Regions from separate parts of the Sus scrofa genome. Here region 2 is linked to region 1. A link is a contact called in public targeted proximity ligation data. All regions are on one chromosome and are shown on one strand. The core of a region is the stretch at or near the end of the contact, and the rest is flanking DNA. Distances in the headings are between cores, read along the strand shown.

The links.
Region 2: a contact with region 1 is called in a targeted proximity ligation map of alveolar macrophages. A contact is called at or near these places in 1 of 5 promoter capture datasets (liver) and 1 of 2 datasets of targeted methods (alveolar macrophages).

What each region holds. Positions count from the first base shown.
Region 1 is chr3:40,239,926-40,242,751 of Sscrofa11.1, reverse strand. MAPK8IP3 (C-Jun-amino-terminal kinase-interacting protein 3) reads left to right here and starts at 1,299. Exons shown (of 32, transcript XM_021086813.1): 1 at 1,299-1,956. The coding sequence starts at 1,639.
Region 2 is chr3:41,207,324-41,210,023 of Sscrofa11.1, reverse strand. It overlaps CAPN15 (calpain-15), which reads left to right and starts at 1,414. Exons shown (of 13, transcript XM_021086917.1): 1 at 1,414-1,646.

The DNA of each region.
Region 1 (2,826 bases), core at 50-2,549:
GTCAGGACCCGGCTGGTCTGGTTGAGCTCCCTTTGAAGCACCACACCAGGTGGAAGGCAGCTGCTAGGCTGTCACCAGTGGGCTCTTGATCAGGATTCATGCCATCTGTGTGGCTGCCAAGGCTGAAAGTGTCAGTCTTAGGTTCATGGTGTCCTCAGACCTCACTGAAAGGAAATGCAAATCAGGTGGCTAAAAGTGGGAGAAATAAGGGCCTATGGGAACTGGCAGAGTACAGGCGTTTTCGTCGTGGTGCAGCGCTAACGCATCCCACTAGGATCCACAAGGATGCAGGTTCAAACCCTGGCCTTGCTCAGTGGGTTAAGGATCCAGCGTTGCTGTGAGCAGTGGTGTAGGTTATAGATGCGGCTTGGATCTGGTGTGGCTGTAGCTGTGGTGTAGGGTGGTAGCTGTACCTCCAATTGGACCCCTGGCCTGGGAACCTCCGTATGCCGCGGGTGCTGCCCTAATCACAAACCAACAAAAAAATCTGGTAGAGTCTAAGGAAAATCAAATAGGACAAGTGGAAGTTAACATGTAACCACAGAAGAGTTCCTGCTGGGGCATCACAGGATTGGTGGAGTCAGGAGTGCTGGGACGCAGGTTCCATCCCTGGCCAGTGGGTTAAGGATTCGGTGTTGCCATAGCTGTGGCTTAGGTCTCGACTGCCTCTTGGATCTGATACCTGGCCCAGGAACTCCACATGCCATGGGGCGGCCAAAAATGAAGAAAAAAAAAAAAGTGAAATGGTAGATGGAGTCCTGTGGTGGCACAGCAGGTTGAGGATTGGGCACGGTCACTGCTGTGGTGCAGGTTTTATCCCTGACCTGGCGACTTCCACACGCTGAGGGTGTGGCCAAACAAAAATATATATCTATCGAAATGAACTCAGTGTGTGGGTTAGATGACGCATTGGTGAAATGAAACTGAAATCTGCATAAGTTACACAAAATCAAGACACCGAAGTGGAGTAAATGAGCGTTTGTTGCTGGATCTTAGGATGAGACTGGAACCCCAGAGGGGACAAGTGAAGGGCAGAGAGCTCTGAACACCTACCGTGTAGGCGTGCGTACTGCGGTGACGCTGCAAAGGCAAGTCAGAGGACAGCCAGGTCAGCATCCTGGACACCTCAGGAGGGAGGGGACAGGCGCCCAAAGATAATGGCCCTTCCCTCGGGGCGGGGGGAGGGGGCACGCGGATGCTCGCCCAAGTCCAGGCCGTACGGAAGCATTTGTGCACACTGCGCGGACGCGCGGCCCCTGGTAAAAATCTACGCCGTCAGCGTCGCGGGAGCTGACCGACAGCGGCTCTGACAAGCCTGCCGGAAGCGTTCCCTGCCCAGCTTCCGGCCGGAGACGGACTTCCTCCTACGTCAGGGCACCTGCGACCCCTAGCGGCGGGGCGCCGGCGGGACGGGCGGGCACCGCCCTCGCTGTCTGGAGGGCGGGACTTCCGGGCGGCGGGACTTCCGGCTGCTGAGTGACGGGCGCAGCATCAGCATCGGCGGCGGCAGCGGCTGAGCCCTGAGGCAACAGCGGCTGCGGCGGAGGCGACGGGCTGCGGCCTGCGGACTCACGGGCAGCCGGGGCGGGCGAACGCGCCGGCGGACAGCAGGCCGCGCTGGCGGCGGCGGTGGCCGCGATGATGGAGATCCAGATGGACGAGGGCGGCGGCGTGGTCGTGTACCAGGATGACTACTGCTCCGGCTCGGTGATGTCGGAGCGGGTGTCGGGCCTGGCGGGCTCCATCTACCGCGAGTTCGAGCGCCTCATCCACTGCTATGACGAGGAGGTGGTCAAAGAGCTTATGCCGCTCGTGGTCAACGTGCTCGAGAACCTGGACTCCGTGCTCAGCGAGAACCAGGAGCACGAGGTGGAGCTGGAGCTACTGCGCGAGGACAACGAACAGCTGCTCACCCAGTACGAGCGGGAGAAGGCTCTGCGCAAGCAGGCCGAAGAGGTGCGTGGGCCGGGCCGCGCGGGGGACCCTCGCCCCGCCCGTGGGCCCCGCCCTCAGCCCCCGCCCTGGCGGGGCCCGACTCCCGCCCCGCCCACCCAGCCAAGCCCCCCGGGGCACCCCCCCCGCCGGGCCCAGGGGCTGAGCCCTGGCTCCCCCTTCCTCCCGGCCCGCTGCTCCAGCCAGGAGCCCTGACCCCTAAACCACCTGGCGTCACGGGGGAGAGCTTGCAGCGCGAAGGGTCTCAGGCCCCAGTGTCCCATCCTTACCCACCTCTCATCCCAAACGCCAGGTCTTTTTGCTTTTGTGTGTGTGTTTCGCAAACGTTTCCTAGACTCCAGGTTGCTGCCGTTTTAAAGTCTCCGAGAAAAAGGAGGTTTCTGATCTTACGGTTCTGCAGCCAGAGGCTGTCCGTTGTCAGATCTGTGCCTTGTCTCTGGGCCGGTGTTTTGAAGGTCTGTGACCCGGGCGAGTTTAAGGATGGATATGAACACAGAACCAAAGCCTCGCTGGCACCTGGTGAAAGACCTCAAGTTTATGGAGGTGGTTTCTTTCCCCTGCGTTGCCCTCCCTTGGGGAGGTTGTTAGCTTCTGTGAAAAGGCTGAGAAATTGCACTGTGGCTTCCGAGGAGTTAAAAGGAGAATTTGGAAAGAGTGTATTCTGTCCTAGATATTCTATCTTCCTAAATTGGACGTCATGTCTTTGTGAGCCACTTAGAAGAACCACACGCATTGTAAGGAACCCCACTTACCTTCATTCATTCACCGTCATTTCACGCTCTATGCCAGACCTAGGCGGGTCCGGGGATGTGGGCTCTCGTCCCTGCTTTTTGCCTCTGTGACCTTGTCCACGGCGCCTCTCTGCCCCGGATT
Region 2 (2,700 bases), core at 165-2,664, 970 kb before region 1:
AGAAGGGGCCCAGGTGGAGGTGCCCAGAGTGCGGGAGGGACCTGTGCCGCTCATGTCCCAGCCCAGAAGCAGTCTGGTGGAAGTCCCCCAGGGCAGATCCTGTCTTGACCAGGGCCCTGCCCCTCCCTGGAAGGAGATGCTCCTGCTCTCTCCCTACTCCCTAGCACTGCAGCGGGCTGGAAAGAACCTCGCCCATCAGGTCTCACGGCTCACCTTTGGCCGTTTTTCTCGTCGGCTCACCTTTGGCCGTTTTTCTTGTCGGGAGGTTATAGGGCTGTGGACACCACCTCTGACCCAGCTGCCTCAGGCAGTGCACAGGGAAAGGGCCTGGGAGGGAAGGGGACCTGCAGTCACTGAGCCACCAGCGGGACTTGGCCCTTGAAGGCAGAAGGGGACCGCAAACCACTCTCCTTGAATCTCTTGGTAGAGGGGGCTTTGCTTCTGTGTTTCCTGCGTGGCTTGTGCCCTTTCCGGCTCCCCAAGCTCCTCTGAATGCCAGGGCCCCCGGAGCTCCGCCCTCTGAATCCCCACTCCCCACTGCAGCCTCGCCCTGCTTCAGTTGCTGCGGTAAAACCGCTGACACCGATCCGTTTTTCCGAGGGTCTTGCTGCCTCCCGGGCACTTAGGCGACGCAGGGCGGGGGTCCTGGAAGCAGCGCCTACCCTCAGTCCGCGGCTGCTGGGTATGAGAGTGACCTCAGACTACCCAAAGTGCAGGGAAAGGCTCTGAGCAAACAGGGCCGGGTTCTGCTCGGAGGCCCCCCCGCGGCTTCCTCCCTGCCTGGCGCTGGGCTGCGCGTGTGCCTCACTCCGTCCTTCCAGCGGCTCGGGGATACTGGTTCCCCGATGGCCCAGAAGAAACTGGAGCTCTGGCAAGCAACCTGCCCGGGTCACAGAGAGTGGCGCGGCCGTGGTCAGCGCAGGTCGATCCCAGCGAAACCGAAACAGGACCGGGAAGCCCTTGCGGGCCGGAAGAGGCAGACAAGTCGAGAGGGGACCCGGGAGGGAGGGGGCGGTTCTGCGAGCAGGCCCAGCGCAGCGCAGGGGCCCGGGAGGGGTCCGGGGCCGCAGCCCCTCGCCGCCCGGCACAGCAGCAGCCGGAAGCGCCGCGACCGGGGCGGGGGGGTGTGAAGCCCCGCCCCTCCCTACCGCGCCGGGCACTCTGGGAGTTGTAGTCCCGGTCGCGTCCACGGCACGCCGTGCCTCCCGTTTTCCGGCTCGGGCGCCTACCTCGGCGCTCGCGGTCGGCTCGGCCCGGGAAGTCGGAGGGCGCCAGTCGAGGCGGCTGAGGGCCACCGCCCCGGACTCCGCCTCCCGGCCTGCCTCGCGCGCCGCGCCGCCTTGTGGGAGCGGTAGTCCGGGCGCGCGATTCACAGCGCCGCGTGCGCCCCGGGCGCGCCGTAGCCTTGGGGCCCCGGCCGGGCGCTACGCTACGGAGGCGGCGCAGGGAGAGGCGCGGGCCGGGCCGGGCCGGGTCGGGCCGGGTCGAGACGCTTGCCGGTTCCGCCACTCAGCGCGGGAGGCCGTCGGGGCAGCGCGCCGGCGGCAGAGGGCCCGCCTGCCCTCCGAGAACAAGTTGTGGGCCGACCGGCGCAGGCGAGCGGGCCCGGGCCGCGGGGACTGAGAAGGCGCCGCGGGGTTGCGGAGGTGAGTCTCGCCGCCCGGGCCGGGCCGGGCCGGGCCGGGGGGAGCGGCCTGGCCCCTCGTGGGGCCGGGACCGGCGGGCGGCGCCCCCTGGGCATTGGTCCGGCACGACCGGGCTGGGGACGCTGCCCGAGGGAGAAGCCGGCGGGACCTGGGGGACCAGACAGCGAGAGACCAGCCAGGGTGCTGTGGACACAGGAGGCGGCCTGAACCTTTCCTGCCCTTGAGTGCCCTTATCTCCGGGCAGTGTCCCGTCCCCGGCTGCGTTCGGGATGTGTCCCGCGGTGGCCCCGCGGAGTGGGAGCGCGGGCGCGCCTTGTGTGCCCACTGGCCGGCCACCACAGTTCGTTCTCCCGTCCCTCTCCTGGCGCTGGAGCGAACCGAGAAGTTTTCCACAGGGGCCCTGAGAGGATTTGCCAGGCTGCACGGCGACCCTTCACGCTCTTCTTGCTGCCCACAAGAGGGGCTCTTCTGGTCCTCACCAGCGCACCCCTGTTGTGTGGTCAAGTGACTGGGCTTGTTTGGAGGAGGTGGGGGCGCCTCCTAACACGCAGGAATTTGGGACCAGACTGCAACCACAGGATCCCAGTGAGTCCAGGCCTGGGAGTTTGGGGTCCGGTGGCTCTGAGCGGCCGTGTCCTGGGGGGACACGGGCCTCCGCCGAGTGCTAAGTAGGTTCGCACCCCTCCTGGGAGCCCCTCCCCTGTCCCGGCCTGGGGGCTGTGTGAGCCACCGTCAGGAGGGTGCCCCTGATCCCCTTCTGCCGCTAGAGGCTGGGCTGCCCTAGGAGGTGGGGTAACGCGATCCTGCCATTTCTGGGTGACTTTCTCGAGTGCGGGGAGAGGCTAGTGTTTCCCTGGCCCAAGTCCCTGGGGAGGCCCCCGTGGACTGGGAACCCCGAGCCTGGCTGCTGGGAGTGGGTCTTGCGAGAGGTTGGGCTCGACTGATTTCCTCTCAGGTCCTTCTGCTCCTGGCAGGAGCTCCCCTCTTCCCTTCTGCAGCTGCTTCCCCTGAGCAGACAGGCTGGTGACCCCGTGACCTACTGAGAGCCAGGCTT